Regions from separate parts of the Mus musculus genome. Here regions 1, 3 and 4 are each linked to region 2. A link is a contact called in public promoter capture Hi-C data. All regions are on one chromosome and are shown on one strand. The core of a region is the stretch at or near the end of the contact, and the rest is flanking DNA. Distances in the headings are between cores, read along the strand shown. Region 1 holds the start of Zfc3h1 (zinc finger, C3H1-type containing). Region 2 holds the start of Slc35e3 (solute carrier family 35, member E3). Region 3 holds the start of Rab21 (RAB21, member RAS oncogene family). Region 4 holds the start of Helb (helicase (DNA) B).

Region 1 (4,412 bases), core at 1,614-4,113, 2.4 Mb before region 2:
TACCTACTCTTCCCATGTAAGGGGAATATAGGAATGTGCCTGCCTAGCAATTACAAAGACTTAAGTTTCTAAAATTACCATTAAAATGTTAATTTCACATTAGATGAACAATATTGTACACTGTGTATCTTTTTTGTTCTTTTGTGTTTTTGAGGCAGGGTATCTCTCTCTCTGTTTAATAGCTCTGGCTGTCCTGAAACTTGTTTTGTAGACAAGGCTGGCCTCAAACTCACAGAACTCACTTGCCTCTGCCTGAAGGTATGCATCACCCAACCTGCTTTCCTCTTTTTGAGCCAAGGATTTACTCTGTAGTCCAGACAGGCCTTGACTTTAGGATGCATCCCTGTGGCTCAGACTCCTGAGTTCTAAGATCACAGCTGTGAGCCATCGCACCAAGCTCTCTGTTGTACAACTCTTATACCTTGGACTTAGGGGCTAGACTCCTCCCTTTCATGGTCCACATCTGATTAAGTCCAGTAAATTCTCCTTAAATATTTCCCCAAATCTGTCCACTTCTCTTCAGCTTTACTGCCAACAGCATCTTATTCTGGACCCCTGAATGGATTCCTCATATTTATTTACACATTCTTTTGAGATAGGCTCTATGTAGCTCAGGCTGGCCTCTTCTTCCTCTGGTCTGGGGTCACAGACATGTACAAACACACCAGGCTTGGTTGGGCTCCCTTTGTTACAGCTCACTCAGCTCCCCTCTTCCAGTGCTCCTGTACCCCTGTACCCACAATGACGGATGCATCAGTGTTTATTTCAGTTGACATGTAACGTAATTTCCCCATGAAGGAAACAGCAGATAGATTTAACATTCTATAAGGCTTCCTTCTCATCAAATTCCTCTCTGGCGATGTGCAACTGGCACTTTAAGTATCACTCTTAACTCTCTGCAGCAGCCAGAAGGCTTTTTATTATGTAAATCTAACCGTGCCCGTCTTTTCATAGTCATGGGGCTTCTTCAAGTACTCTTGGAACAAAGTAGAAAACGCTTTAATATAGAAGACCAAATCTCTGTCATCCTTTGGTGTCATCTGACATGTCACCTCTTTTGTGAAGTGTCCTTTGACTTTCTGAGGCTAAATTAGGTCTCTCTGAAAGTCTTTTCTGTGGCACTCAACAGAAATTATGCCGCACTCCTCTATTCAATTCTAAAGTCCCCGAGGGTAAGAACTATCTACATCATTAGCATAATGTCCGGCAATTAGGGACCCAGTGTACATTAGCTGTAAGAACGAATAAAGCACTACATTTGCATGAAATACTTTAAAAACAAACATCAGAGGGATTTTGAAAGTGGCAGCTTTTAGTTAGGGGATGCACGTAGTAACAGTGAGGTAGGAAAAAGAGCAAAGATATTTCTAAGATCACAAGGTATAATGGTACAGCATATAAAATCAGAACTGTTTTCAGTTTAGTTTTCAGTATTTCTTTTCTTCAGGCAGTTGGCAGTTCTAGAAGGAAAGGTGACCATTTACTGAGTGCCGCCTATTATATTCAAGTCGGTGTTCACATGCTTTGGAGTTTGACTTAACAGAATTAAAGACATGACTGTACGTTCAACCTGTGTGTGAGTGCGTGATTCTGTTCAAGAGAGAGTTTCTATTTGCTCTTTGATAAACATTGCTTAATTAGATTGACTCAGTTACCATGTGTGACTATTAGAAATGTTTCCCACGTCAATTCCAGTAGTGAAAATTGCCTAATCTTAACTCGAACTCAGCAGGCTTCTAAAGTGATTTGTTGGTTTGAACCCTTATGGCGTCATTCTTCTTAAGGCATGGTCTAAGATATAAAAAATAAAAGAGTAGAAAATAAAGGTATACTCATCACTTTTTAATGCAAGGCATAGTAACTCGGGTTTCTTTTTCTTTTCTTCCTTTCTTTCTTTTTTTTTTTTCAAATTTGGTAAACTTTCCTCGGAAAAGGAGCAAATGTTTCCAGATGTGCGGACCCACACACAAAGGACAAGAGCGAGGCTCCCCTTGCTCTTCGCAGCTGGGCAAGTGACCAAAGTCAGAGGACCTTGTTCTTCTGACACGACCGAGACTCAAGACTGCCTAGGCTCCCGTTTCCGTCACCCCGCTCCCCTCCCAGGTTTACCTGTGGAAGCTGATGTTAATGTGCTTGTTGTAGGTAGCAGCACAGCCCGCCGCGGCGCAATTGGTCGGCATTTCCCCGGGCCCCTCATTCGGCGCCACCTTACGCCACTTCGGAGGCGCTGCCCGCTAAGCAAGCTTCTGTCAAACGCTAGACAAACGAGGCAGGCGACCCCGCGCCGCCAGCTCGGTGCAGAGCGCGGGGAGGGCAGAGGGGCGTGCACAGTACCGGGGTGGGAGGGAGGGCCCACTCTCCTGTCTCTTTATTAATATGGCGGGCTTAGGCCTGCAGAGCCAACGTGCCGGAGCTCCGGGCGCAGACAGTCGCCTTCACCAACATGGCGGCCACACCCGCTCCCCGCCCTCCCCTACCTCCCGGGGTCCCAAAGAGACTAGGTCCAGCGTCTCAGACGGGGGCCCCCTAGCAATGAATGAGAAGATGGCAGATGTCTTCCCCACCGACTAATGACTCTGAAACTCAGGTCTGCGGCTGAAAGAGCATGTCCGCAACCCAGACACTAACCCCTTCCTTCCCCGCCTGCCACCTCGGACGGGATGCTAGGGGACAGTTAAGACTGCAGGGACACAAGGGCGAAGCCTGGAGCAAGAGGAGACTACAAATCCCAGCCAGCACCGCGGCGGACATGGGGGTGGGCGCTTCCTGTCTCGCAAGACTCGGAGGGTCGCCTTCCGGCGTGCCGCAGGAAATGACGCTCGGGACCCGGCCTCCTTCTACAGAGGCTTTCTCGCGAGGCGGAAGAGCAGCAAGGGGGCGCTAGGAGAGGGAACTGGCGAGCGACGGTCCGACGAGCGAGAGAGAGCGATCTGGGGTGCGGGGAAGTTGGGGAGCAGAACCTGCCGGGCGTCCGAGCACGGGAAAGGCCGCGCCCGCCGGGTCCGTTAGGACAGAGGGCGGAGGAGGAAGGGGAAGGCAGGCGGCGGTCGGGCGGTCCCCGGCCGGAGGGCTTCAGGTCGTGTGGCCAGCGCTGCACTCCGGATGGCGGCCGCCGCCGATCCTTCGACCCCGGCCTCTAGCGGCCTCTCGCCGAAGGAAGAAGGGGAGCTCGAAGACGGGGAGATCAGCGACGACGACAACAGCCGGAGCCGGAGCAGCAGCAGCAGCAGCAGCGGCGGCGGGCTGTTACCGTACCCGCGGCGGCGGCCTCCTCCCCCGGCCCGGGGCGGTGGATCCGGGGGAGGCGGCGGCGGCTCCTCGTCCTCCTCGTCGTCCTCCCAGCAGCAGCTGAGGAATTTCTCACGCTCACGGCACCCGGCCGAGCGGGGCCAGCTCAGGGGACCCAGCAGCTACCGACCCAAAGAACCGTTCCGGACTCACCCGCCCCCAGGGCGGATGCCGTCGGGGTCCCTGTCGGAAAGCAGCCCCCGGCCGTCCTTCTGGGAGCGGAGCCACATCGCCCTGGACCGTTTCCGCTTTCGAGGCAGCAGGCCTTACCGGGGTGGGAGTCGCTGGAGTCGGGGGCGAGGAGTGGGGGAGCGAGGAGGCAAGCCGGGGTGCAGACCTCCTGGAGGAGGAGGATCAGGAGGAGCGGGATCCGGATTCGGCAGCAGCCAGAGCTGGCGAGAACCCTCTCCACCCCGCAAGAGCTGTATCCTTAACGTGGCGGTCCGCCCTGGGTGTGTCGCCGGAGCTCCCTTTGGCGTCATGGCTAGGTCCCGGAGTTTTTTAACTTTTCAGAACCACTCATTTCTCTCCCCCGTTCGTCGGCGGTTGTCACGGGCCGCACTCCACCGCTATTTTCGTAGGCTGTTTGACTGAATGGGTGCCTTTTGCTTTTGGATAGGACTGTGTCATGGATTCGGGTCAGCTAGGGAAATGAAATACAGTCTGGGTTTTTAAACAGGACACCAACAGCCCAAGTTTTGTTTGTCTATTTGTTTGTTTGTTTCTTTTTTGCAAGCCCTGGGATTTCGTATTTAACAGGAAATCGACTTAGATTATTAAGGAAAAGAAGTACTCAAACATCTGGAGGAATACTGTTACTTTTATTACGTCCTGACTTTAGAGTTCGTAAAGTTTTCCTCTGTAATTCTTACTGTTCTTGTGATTTTTTTTTTCTTAAATTTGTAGTTATTCATCCCCGTTGCTGCCCTTTGTTTTCTGTGTTTGTGTGTGTGTGTGCACGCGCGTGTGCAGATCCTTTATTTTTACCAGTTTTACAATTCAGCTCTTTTAAATTCATAAGTAGTTTGGAAAGCTATATGCATTAAGTTCACTCTCCTATGTTGGCTTTTTGGCTTTATAACTTTTTGTGTTGCTGACATGTAGGTCAGAGAAAGATAAACTTC
Region 2 (4,110 bases), core at 1,436-3,935:
CACCAAAGGTGGGGCGCAGAAACCCAGGTGTTAGGAGAACAGACTCTGTCCCTGAAAGTTGCCCTCTGACTTCTATGTGCACACAGGGACCCGAATGTGCATGCACACACATGTACATGTGCATACAAACAAAATAAGAAAGTGTAAAACATAAACGGTAGAGGGAGCTGGGGCTGCAGCTGAGTGGTGGCTACTTGGCTAGTGTGTGCGAGGTCATGAATTCAACATCAGGACGACAACAGCCATAGAAGAAGGCTCAGAAGCTGTGGGTGTTGTTGAAGTTGTTAGCTGGCTAGGCGAGTTTTAGCTCAGTATACAGTGCTTGCTTAGAAGGCTAACGGGCTGTAGGCCCAATCCTCAGCCCTCCACCCCTCCCCCCAAAATATAGTAACAATGTTTCTGGGACAACCCCAGCAGCAAACAGTAAAGTGTTAGGGTGCAGCTCTGAGCTAACATTCTTAACTAGAATGTCTTTCTTTACTGCCAGCCGATGTTTGTGTGGCAGAGGTAACACTGGTTACAGGTTGGCTCTGATTTCCCCGCAGGCACACCCAGCATTTCCAGACCAAGGTTTCCAGCATAGAGAGGAGACTGTTTCACTGCCCCATACCCTGCTAGACCTCTCCCCACTACACAGGACACAAAAGCCAGCTTGTTGGCAACTTACAGCAGTGAAATGACTCCATGGAAAAAAAATTAACTGATTATTGGCTACAGGCAAGGCCTCCTGCTTGCACAGGAAGCTAAAAGCCTAGAAAACTCTCTACGGACACAGACAAGTTATCAGAGGCCCATGAGCAAGTCGTAACACCAACACTTCTTCTGAGTTTAAAATATGCACATCTGAATTTTTTTCATGTTCAAAAGTTTGGAAGTGTGTGTGTTTCACCCAAGTGACTTTATAATCAAAGAGTAAATGACACATGCGACCGATGAACTTAGGAAGCAAAACCTTACTGCTCATTTTGTGAAGACTTCCAAGAAGTTTGTCCCCAGCTGCGCTTAAGCAGGGGTACCGTGCGCTTACAATTGGACACTTGGTGGGCATCGCACACCTGAGCTGCTGTCTCCTCTGCTCTCGTCACCTCCTCAGTTACGCTTTCTTCTCATGTCTGTTGTCTCTATACTTGTAGTCTCTAAACCTTGGGTTACAGCTTCAAAATTTACAAAGTCTACTAAAAAGGCACAAAAAGAAAAAAAAAAGTTACCAACCACTTGATAAAGGGACGTGACTACCACACCAAGGGCGGCAAACACCATTCCAAGCGAATGAAACTTCACATCGTAATAAGAATTTAGGATTACACCTACAGTAATAGGAATCTGCAAAGACAAAGAGGCAAATGCTGTGAGATTAAATTCAAGAATGATGTCTTACAACACTAAGGAAACATAACAGTGGGGCTGGGGTGGGGGAGCACTGTAAGTTTTCTTTGGGGAAAACTGCCAATCCTTCTCTACAGAGATTCACATACAACTCTACATCTGGAAGAAAATATGAATCCGTGCGTTGTGCTTTGTAAGGAAACAGGACACACATTTACAGGGAATAAAATAATCCCCCAAACCAGTACTTAACACATAAGCATAAACAAGGAAGGAGGAAAGCATTATGACTGGAAAAACGAAAAAACCACTAAGTGCTAATGTTATTTTAACGAATCTCCTTTTATGTAAACACAAGGCACCCCAGCAGTGTGCCACTGAAGGTGTATTCCGAGGTATTTTATGCTAAACCATTTCATGTTTATCACTTCTGGTTCGATTTCCTGGGGATATTCTTTTCTTTCCAGGTTGAGCTTTCGCAGATATCCTGACACACTGAACTGTTCCATTAAGGCAGCTCTCTCCCTCATCAATCCCAGCAGTTAAAGATTTCTATCAGGAACACACCCATTTACTAAATAGCAGCGGAGTGTCGAGATGGCCTTTTCCACCCCTCCCCAAACAAGCTTCTTATAAGGGCCTGGCTCGTGTGTGGAGTAAAGATTATGGGAATGGGCTTCCGTCGTGCCAGGCTATAAGCAAGGTGTATTCAGTTTTCCCGGGGAGAAAGGCAGCCAGGTAGCTGGGCAGGGACAGGCTCGCGCAGCGGCAGCGGCAGCTACTCACCAGCGTGAGCTGTATTCTGACGGAGAATCTCTTCTGGTACCAGAAGGTTTGGATGGCTATGATCACCGGCGTGGTCATGGCCTTGGCCAGCTGATAGGTGCCTATGGTGTTGTTCTGCAGAGAAAGGTTGGTGAAGACCACAAAGCCACAGAAGCTGAGGGCCAGGAGGAGGAGCTTGGAGAGCGGCAGACTTTTGGGGGCAAAGATGTTCAGTTTCTGGCAGATGTACAAGCCCAGCCAGGTGACCACGAAGTGCACCAGGGTCAGGCTCATGTTGGGGAAGCCGTGGTGTACATAGATCCATTTGTTGAGGAACACGATGCAGATGGACACCAGCAGGTTGAACAGGAGCCCGGCGGCGATGCGCCCGTTGCCCCGGACCCGGTCCGCCAGCGATGCCATGATGCCCGCCGGCTGCGGAGCAGCGTCCTCGGCCGAGCCCGGGCTGTCCAGCCTCCCCGCGGGGCGCTCGGACGCTCTCCCGCTGTCCCGGCTCTCCGCCGCCGCGCGCCCGCAGCCGCCCGCTCCACGGTCCGGCCGGAGACAGGCATGCGCCAGCCGGGTCCCGGTCGCTGCGCCGCGAGGTAATAGGCCGCCGCCCTCCGAGCGGGTCCGCCACGGCTCCTCCCAGCCCCGCCCCCGCGCAGCCACGTGATTCCGCCGCGCAGGCGCGCTCGGCGCTCCGCTGGGTTGCTTAACTCGGCTGGAGGGAAGCCCTTGGCTCCCAGGGAAGATTAGTTTCTGTGGCCGATTCCCCGACTTACTGGGAGGCGCAGATTCCCCGCCAGTTTTACTCTCCACGTTGCTGAGCTGTTTTAATCCTCTGAAGGGGGGCAGAGCATTACTTACTGAAAGCATATTTTAAAATATCTTTAAAAGTCTAAACAGGCCGGGCGGTGGTGGCGCACGCCTTTAATTCCAGCACTCAGGAGGCAGAGGCAGGCGGATTTCTGAGTTCGAGGCCAGCCTGGTCTACAGAGTGAGTTCCAGGACAGCCAGGGCTATACAGAGAAACCCTGTCTCGAAAAACCAAAAATAACCGTCTAAACAGGTAAGAGTGGATGGACAACTAACTGTCGTCTACTGTAGATTTAAACATATTTTGGCGTATTTGCCTCGAAAAACTTTAAACCACAGAATTTTTTACCCACGAAGTTTTTTTTTTTTTTTAGTAAAACCTAAGAAGCAAGTACATTTACCTGTATGCCCAAGATATTAATTGCACTTCTAAGAGGCATATTATAGTAGCAAGCATGCAGTCCAGTTTCAAAGTTACAGAGCTGGAGAGGAAGTGAAAAATTATATATTTTTGGTTTTGTTTTTCGAGGCCGAGAACTCATTCAGGCTAGACTCGATCTCAATATTCACTTTTATTCACACTGTTACAATATGAGAGTGGTATTTCTCATCTGCAAACGTCAAATACCAACTCAAAGTCTGTCCACACTGATTGAAAACGTGGACCCCCCACTTTTACAATGTTACAGGGATTAAATAGAGCAGACTTGGAAGTCTCTACAGAGCTAAGGATGACACAGAACGGATCTCCCTGCTTCCACCCATTGAAGTGTCACATGCCTTGCAACTAATGTGTAGTTTTAAGTTTTGGACACTATTTCATAGGTTTTTATGATCTGTTTGCTTATGTCTCTGCCCGTTTTCTCCAGGATACCGTTTTTTTCTAATTGGCACTGAAAAGAAGGTCTTTGCATCAGAGGCACAAGAGACTCTTTGATGAATTTTCCACAGTTAATTACGTGTGTGTGTGTGTGTGTGTGTGTGTGTGTGTGTGTGTGTGTGTGTGTGTGTGTATGGGTGCCTGTGTGACGGTCAGAGGATAACTCGGAGTCAGTTCTCTCCGTCCACCAGATGGACTGAATTCATGCTGTAGGGTTTGGGAAGCAAGCACCTTTACCAGATGCCGTCATATCAGCTACGTTCCTCTTTCGTACCGCATTTTTTTTAGAGAATTGCCCGTTTACTTAGATGTCTTGTCTT
Region 3 (3,901 bases), core at 32-2,531, 2.4 Mb before region 2:
ACTCAAGATCACTAGCTTTTTTAGCCTCTGGACAGTCTGATCAAGACATGTTAATAGATAAATTCCTTCGAACACATGCAAACTGATTTTTTTTTTTAAGGAGACCAGGGAGATCGCAGATCCTTCAATGGCCTGGTTTCACTTTCAATTACATTGTAACACTTCCACACTTCCAATGGAACTGTAGAAGAAAGCCAGCGTTTTATGGCCTGACAGTAAAGAAAACGTGTAGCAGCAGTGCCTAGATTTTTTTTTTTTAGTTTGAAGACCGATTGCTGGCCACTACGCAACACGATGTTTCAACGCGGATAAGATCAAACCCCAAAGAATAAGGAAGCCACACGTCCGGACACAAGAAGGCTGCAAAGAAACGGGGTAACCGACAAGCAGCAAACAGTCGTTTAAAACAAAAACAAAAAAACCCTCCAACGACGGGTGTTTTACCACTCCATTTACTTTGAAAGCAGGACAAAATGGAACTTGCATAAACACTTAGTCATCAGTACGCTCTGGAAGTTACAAACCACCTCGTTCGCAAATTCTAATCCGTATCCGAGTTCCTACTTGGCGAAGAAAGAAGAAGGGCTGATGGTCTCGGAGACCACAGAGTGAAAACACCTGGTGTCCCCAGCCGAAGCCCATCAGAGGGGAAAACCAGCACGCAGACCGGGGGACTCCCCGACCTGCGCAGCCTCCACCGGCAACTGGGGACTTTTCCGGGTCCTCTCCCTCCCCACTGTGGGTCTTGACATCTACCGTGTGCTGAGGCCCGCGGGTCCCCAAAGCGATTGCAAAAGGCAATGGGAAGGCAGGGAAGGGGGTTTGACAGGCCAGAGGCAGAGGAGCGGGCGCGGGTCCCCAGCCCGGCTCCCCGGGGTCTGCACCTGCAGGGTGGTGATGTGCTTGTCGTTGAACTTGTTCTCGCAGTAGCGCAGCACCAGCGACGTCTTCCCCACGCAGCCTTCCCCGAGCAGCACCACCTTGAAGGAGTAGGCTCGGCCCGCCGCCGCCGCCGCCCCGCCGCCGGCCGCAGCCATCCCGCCGCCGCTACCCCGCCGCCCGAGCCCAGCGCCGCGCCGAACCCCGCACCGCCGCCGCCGGGGCGCCCGCTCCTCCCGGGCCCGGCTCTTTCACGCCCCGCCGAGCCCGGTGCTCGCCGCGTCCTTCCGCGGGCGAGGCCTGCGAGGGCCGAGAGAAAGTCCCAGAATGAAGGGCCCCGGCCACCACGTCAGGGACCCGAGGCTAGGGGAGAGCTGCCTCTCCTCCCTCTAATGGCGTCTCCTTCCTCCTACGTCACACCCCTCGTCACGTGACCGCGGTGGGCGGAGTCGGCGGCGGGCGAGCCTGGGCCTGTTTCCGCGTCCGCACGAACCGGCTCAGCATCCCGGGAATCCTGCGGTGGGAAGGAGCTGATCTTTGCGATCTGACCCCACTCTGATGGAATAGAATACAGGACATGATCGCCCGGCCCGAGGAATGGTCCCAAAGCGGATAGCCATCACACCAGGGGTCATCACACGCAAAGTCCGGCCAAGGTGCCCTTGAGTCTCTTTCTCTGGGCGCACAAATCCGGGCTCATGAACTTTACAGTTCGTCCACACGGCCAGGTCCTCGAGTCATCGTCCAGGTCTCAGCTTAAACCGGAAAGGCTTCCCTGACCACCCAGACCTTCCCACATCCTTCCATCCCTCTTACTCACTTCCTCACCGAGATATTTCCTAACAATGGTGCGCCTTCTTTATCGCTGCTTGCCACACTCGGTGGAATTCCGATTCGGTTGTAGGTTTAAGAGCAAGGATTGCAGAAGACTTAACTTCTCTCCGTTTCCAGCCCTAAAAGCCCAGGCTAAGAATAAATGCGGTCCCATCATCAGTCATCACTCCTGGTTCCCCAGGATTTCTGTCTATGCTGAGTCCACTTTGATGGGTCTGGTTTATTGGACGATTGCTTATTTTTTCTTCCTGTGTTTCCATTTTATTTCATGAAATACACTTTCCAAGAAAGCAACCTGGTATTTCTGAAATTTTGTAGTTTGGTGTCACTTAAAATAAACTTTCATCTCATCAGACTAATTTTACACTTCAACTTAAAGGCAGCTCATTCGTTCATTCAACGAGGGCGTGAATGTAGCCAATGCTTGCCATTCTCTGTGTCGCATTAGATACAATGTCTCTGTCCTCAGAGAGCTTACATTTTTAACCAAGGAAACAACGCATGCGCAATTTACACACTGCATGCTTTTTAAGGAGAAGCAATTCAGAATGTTTTACAAAGATACATGGGAAGCTAGCTGAGTTAGCGTCCTAGAAGAGCTTCCTGGAGAAAGCTGCCTTTTGTTAGGAGTATCTTCGGCAAAAAGGAGAGCCGTGAAGTAGAAAGGAGCATCCGACATTGACGTGTGACAAGAAGTCAGACAAGAAATCAGAGACATTACCTTTAAGTTCAAGGCCAGCCTCTTTTGAATTGTGAGCTCTAAGCTAATTGGAGCTACATAGCAAGACACCATTTCAGTAATAATAATAATGATAATATTTACAATAATAATGCAAATAGGAAAAGAATTTGTGATGTAACTTGCAAGGTATCAATTCAAAAACAGTCTTTAACCTGGTACAGAATGTTATCGGGTCCTTTTACAAAATTATAATTAGAAAATTGGACAAGGCTAAAATTACGTATGTCTCTCTAGAATCAATCATTTATAAGATTATCTTGTCAATTATTTTTATAAATGAGATTATATTATCTACTCCTTATGCTGCGTAGTCTTACATCAATTTGACATACAAACTAGAGTTATCTGAAAGGAGGGAACGAACCTCAAATGAGAAAATGCCACCATAAGATCCGGCTGTAAGGCATCTTCTCAATTAGTGGTCAAGGGGGTGGGCCCAGCCCATTGTGGGTGGGGCCATCCCTGGGCTGGTGGTCCTGGGTTCTATAAGAAAGCAGGCTGAGCAAGCCATGGGGAGCGAGCAAGTAAGCAGCACCTGTCCATGGTCTCTGCATCAGCTCCTGCCCCCAGGTTCCTGCCCTGTTTAAGTTCCTGTCCTGACTTCCTTCAATGATGAACAGTGATGTGAGAATGTAAGTCAAATAAATCCTTTCTCCCCAACTTGCTTTCTGTTCATGGTGTTTCAGTGCTGCAATTAAAACCCGAATGAAGACACTCCTCTCTATACCTACCACGAGGACTTTACACAATCATTTCTAGAACTAGAAAGCACCTTCTTTTGGAAAGAGACTTATTCTACATCTTTCCTCATAGGGGCTGGCGAGATGGCTCAGTGGGTAAGAGCCCCGACTGCTGAGTTCAAATCTCAGCAACCACATGGTGGCTCACAACCACCCATAATGAGATCTGATGCCCTCTTCTGGTGTGTCTGAAGACAGCTACAGTGTCTTATTTATAATAATAAACAAGCAGGGCCAACCAGAGTGAGCAGAGATCCTAAATTCAATTTCCAACAACCATATGAAGGCTCACAACTACAGTGTACTCATATACATAAAATAAATACATCTTTTAAAAAAATATTCCTCATAATGGATTGAAATTTGCATTTCTCAGCCTATGTTTACTTGTTCTTGAGAGTAAGGTTATACAGTCTGTAGTTAATCCCTTCTCTCCTTAAGCAGTCTCCTCCCTCCTCCTTTAGATAGCCATTCAAATGACAAGAATCCCACAGGTTCTTTAGCAGTGTGGACTTCTTTAAACCTTATATGTAAGTCAGGTAGTGGAGGCACATTCCTGCAATCCCAGCATTCGGGAGGCAGAGGCAGGTGGATCTCTGAGTTCGAGGACAGCCTGATCTACAGAGTGAGTTCCAGGACAACCATGACCACACAGAGAAATCCTGTCTCAAAAACAAAACAACAAAAACAAAAACAACAACCTTAT
Region 4 (4,070 bases), core at 292-2,791, 2.4 Mb after region 2:
AAGCCATGAATCTGATTCTTCTAAATCCAGTCTCCCTATTACCGCCGCCTTAGCCAGTATCAGCCTTTATGTAGGTCTTAAAGAATTTTCCATGGTGCCTCCCTCTGCATGAAGTTACTCAGAGGTACATGCTGCTCCTGGCCAGTTCCTACAGTTACCACAGAGCTCAGCTCAGCGGACTTCTTTAGCAAAGCCGTGTCTGCATCTCATGAATGTCACTTCTCCAAGTGCTGTCTGGTACTAAGTACTAAGTTGGGGTTACTTCTCTGATTAAAGAATGTCTGCCTAGGTGCTATAGACATGATGGCTCAGCCAAGAGCACTGGCTGCTCTGCCAGAGGTCCTGAATTCAATTCCCAGCAACCACATGGTGGTTCGCAATCATCTATAATGGGATCTGATGCCCTCTTCTGGTATGCAGGTATAGATGCAGATAGAGCACTCATGTACACAAAATAAATAAATCTCAAAAAAAAAAAAAAACCAAAATGGCTGCTTAATTCACAAGTAGTATTTCCACTGAGACAGCAACTTCGCCATTTTCTCTCCCTGGCCTGTCCCAGTAGCAAATGCTTGGCCAGGATAGCCAGTTACACTTCCATCAACATGTAATCCTTTCTATTTAATTTCAAACACAGCCAAAGTTGTGTTTAAATTGCCAATGGTCAGTTGCCACACATGGTCCTGGTCAGCAGCTATTACTGTACTAGACCATGAAAATACAATGTGTGTGTGTGTGTGTGTGTGTATGAACATGTATGTGTGAATGTGTGGGCATGTATATGTATGTGTAAGTGTATGTGTGTAAATGTGTATGAGTGTGTTTATGTATGTGTGTATGTATATGTGTAAATCTGTGTGTATGTGAGTGTGTGTGTGTGTGTGTGTGTGGCCGTGTGTTTCCGCGCGCTTGCTCTTTTTCTCAAAGTTGCTTAACAGCAACTCCGTCTCTTATTCAGCCAGCGTGGTACAATAATTAAAGGATTCTGTTTCTGGGTGGGAATGAGGGTGCATCTATTTCCTCGACTGTAAAACTACCCCCAACTGTTAACTTTAAGCGAGACGATATATGAAAAAACCAAGCTTAACACAGTATGTGCTCTGAGTCATTACGACTATTACTACCACATCTAAGTACGGTGAAGCAGCCAGTCACACCACAGGTCTGTCTGTCAACAGTCAAGGACGCTGGGTGCCGGGCAGTGAGAATCGAAAATACTTCTTTGACCCCTGCCAACCCGGCCCGGCTGGCGCTGGCTCACCTCGCGCGCGCCCAGGGAGGCTGCCCGCCTTGATGCCCCCGCTGCAGAGTTCCTCGGCATCCACAAACTCCTCCTCCTGCTCCCCCTCCTCCTCCTGCGCACAATCCTCCTCCTCGTCGTCGCTCTTGTACGGGTGCAGAGGGCCCAGGAGCTCGCGCAGACGATCCTGCCTAGCCATTATCTCTTCGGCGAACTTGGCTCAAAACAACTCTACAAAACCTGGCGCGCGGTGTCCAAAACTGCAACCAATCAACTCGACCCGGGTAAGCCGGTCAGCTTCCGGGAACATCCAGGAGGCGGGCGGTATGGGGGCGTGGTCTGAGCGATGCTCCGCCCCAAAGGAGGAGACTGGTGACAGGCGGGACCAGCAGGCTGGGAGGTACCACGGCGGGCTGGCTGCTGACAGTTTCAGAACTGCTCTTTTTAGAGGTGCTGGGCGTTTCCTGCGGAGAAGGAGACGTGGTGAAAGGTCACGACTCTTGGGCGCAGAGAACCCCGGGAAAGCAGGGCATCCTCTGCCCGCTCTCTTAAAAAGAACACAGCAGAGGCCTCTAAAGACCTTGGGGCACTACCCAAAAGAGTGAATCTCCAATCCGGAGAGCGTGGTGGCGACGGCTAGGTGCCTCCTTACACGTAAAAGCGCCGCGGAGAAGTTGAATTTACATCATGTAGGGAGGGCATTTATCCAAGTAGATAACTAGGTCCCTTTGTATATATCCTCTGCATTGGGAGTTAAAGTTGTGATGTACTTTCTCATTTTTAATGCATGACCTGGGTTGTCCATTTTTATGCTTTTCCCGCTTTGGAAACCACTGGCTTTCTTTCCCGTTTATATACTACTCTCCTCGACTTCTTTTTGTTTTGTTTTGTTTTGTTTTGTTTTGTTTTGTTTTGTTTTGTTGTTTTTTCGAGATAGGGTTTCTCTGTGTAGCCCTGGCTGACCTGGAACACACTCTAGGTCCACCGCCCTAGTTCCTGTTTTCAGTAAAGCAAAAGGTGGGGACTTGTAGCCCAGAGAATATGCAGACTTGAGATAGAAAAAAAAAGAACAGCCGGGCTTGGTGGCGCATGCCTTTAATCCCAGCACTAGGGAGGCAGAGGCAGGCAGATTTCTGAGTTCGAGGCCAGCCTGGTCTACAAAGTGAGTTCCAGGACAGCCAGGGCTATACAGAGAAACCCTGTCTCGAAAGAAAAAAAGAAGAAAAGAAAAAAAAAAGAACAAAAGCTGAATACTGCGGCCGCGGTTCTCTAGATGGATAGTGTTTAAAAGTCGCGGTGCCCTTTAAGGGGCGCTATAAAATACTATTTTACTTTAAGGTTATTGTTTATTATGTAATTATCCTAACGTTAATCCTAAAAACTATGTTTTTATTAAACCCCAAAGCTGTGTTGCTGGTTTCTAATAAAGGCATTTGTCATACCCAAATGTCACGTGCATAGGATCAACCATAACGAATACGCACAGGCATCTTTCTTTTAGATTCCTTTTTTTTTCATGTGCGTGAGGTTTTTTTTTTTTTTTTTTTTTTTTGCTAGCATATGTGTCTGTGCACTCTGCATACCCAAAGCAAAACTTCCAGGCTGTATACTTAGTTGTCACGTGGGTGCTGGGAATGGACCTATCTCTGGAAGAGCAGTTAGAGCCATCTCTCTATCCCTCTCTATAGCATTTTCCCTAGTATCTGAGGAGGTCAGAAATCACCCCCCCCACAGATGTAGAGGGACTGTGGTATAATGTGTTTTGAGAAAAACTGAACTAATCTTCCCCTAAGGTATATTGGTAAATATTCCTGGGAGGAAAACTTTGTTTCCAAGGCTCTGCTACACAGTTTGAATTACTACCAGTAACCAACTGGAGACAATTGTCTTACTTAGTTGCCTATTTAACATATCAATGCTACCTGGCTGCCAGGTTCTCCCTGCATCCCTTAGCCCCAGCCAGTTACAGGATAAGGCTAGCACACCCCTCCCCTTGTCTTGAACGTCTCCAGCCCATGAGCTTTGCTTCCCTTCCCTGTATAATTCCGCCTTTTGTTTACCCTGTGCTCTCCATTGGCCACTTGGCCTGGGCCACCTTGGTGGGCCGCTCCTCTCTTGCTCGTTCTTCTCCCCCCACCACCGGCCTCTCAAGGTCCCGTTTAGTCTGCAGGCCATGTTCAGCCTGTACTCTTGTTCTGCCAGCTTCCCCGTATATCTACAATACAAATCTCCTCCTCACTTTAGGAGTAGCCACCTCCTTCTCCTTTTGCTTCTTATTCATTCACTTCCTTCACACGTGGTTATTGTTACAATACAGGCGCCAGCAGAGGATACCTTTTAGCCTGTGTTTTACCTGAACTCTCAGCAATATTTGGCACGGATAGCTATGGTATCCTAAAGTGTTTGGAGGCCTTGACCTCTGCTTCTTCGCATCTCTCTCAAGTTTCTGTCCTGCCTGTCTGGCCATTTATATTCTGATCCATCTTAAGCCTCTCTGCTGGCCTCCTTATTGGTGTCCCCCCGTATTTGCTCTCTGAAATTCACCCCTCAAATATCTGTCACCGACCTGCTTACGACTTCTGTGACCTCCTCAGCAAAAGATGGAGTTTGGGGAGCGTCTCCTCATCTGTGCCTAGGTTTGCCTGGATGCATCCTGTGCAGGTAGCCACAGATGCTGGGACCTCCTTATCACCATTTTGTAGCAGCTTCCTCCATGACTACTACATTCCACCTTGCAGGGAAGCTCCTTAAGACAGATGCTAAACAACTCAAACATGCTACAGGAAGTCCCTGAAACTGAACACATTCACTAGACCCTTTCTTCACAAGA

Evidence for each region. Promoter capture Hi-C pulls out the DNA fragments that hold promoters and counts their contacts.
Region 1: a contact with region 2 is called in a promoter capture Hi-C map of liver, with 2.8 times the contacts expected there. The contact joins the promoter of Zfc3h1 here to the promoter of Slc35e3 in region 2. A contact is called at or near these places in 2 of 39 promoter capture datasets (both in liver).
Region 3: a promoter capture Hi-C map of liver shows a contact between it and region 2, with 4 times the contacts expected there. The contact joins the promoter of Rab21 here to the promoter of Slc35e3 in region 2. A contact is called at or near these places in 2 of 39 promoter capture datasets (both in liver).
Region 4: a contact with region 2 is called in a promoter capture Hi-C map of embryonic stem cells, with 2.8 times the contacts expected there. The contact joins the promoter of Helb here to the promoter of Slc35e3 in region 2. A contact is called at or near these places in 4 of 39 promoter capture datasets (embryonic stem cells, hippocampal neurons, liver and 1 more).

The regions. Positions count from the first base shown.
Region 1 is chr10:115,382,096-115,386,507 of GRCm38.p6, forward strand. Zfc3h1 (zinc finger, C3H1-type containing) reads left to right here and starts at 2,864. Exons shown (of 35, transcript NM_001033261.2): 1 at 2,864-3,712. The coding sequence starts at 3,103. It overlaps Thap2 (THAP domain containing, apoptosis associated protein 2), which reads right to left and starts at 2,340. Exons shown (of 3, transcript NM_025780.4): 1 at 2,110-2,340. The coding sequence starts at 2,180.
Region 2 is chr10:117,743,673-117,747,782 of GRCm38.p6, forward strand. It overlaps Slc35e3 (solute carrier family 35, member E3), which reads right to left and starts at 2,686. Exons shown (of 5, transcript NM_029875.2): 1 at 2,113-2,686; 2 at 1,213-1,323. The coding sequence starts at 2,514.
Region 3 is chr10:115,314,310-115,318,210 of GRCm38.p6, forward strand. Rab21 (RAB21, member RAS oncogene family) reads right to left here and starts at 1,282. Exons shown (of 7, transcript NM_024454.1): 1 at 885-1,282. The coding sequence starts at 1,037.
Region 4 is chr10:120,111,424-120,115,493 of GRCm38.p6, forward strand. Helb (helicase (DNA) B) reads right to left here and starts at 1,542. Exons shown (of 13, transcript NM_080446.2): 1 at 1,262-1,542. The coding sequence starts at 1,439.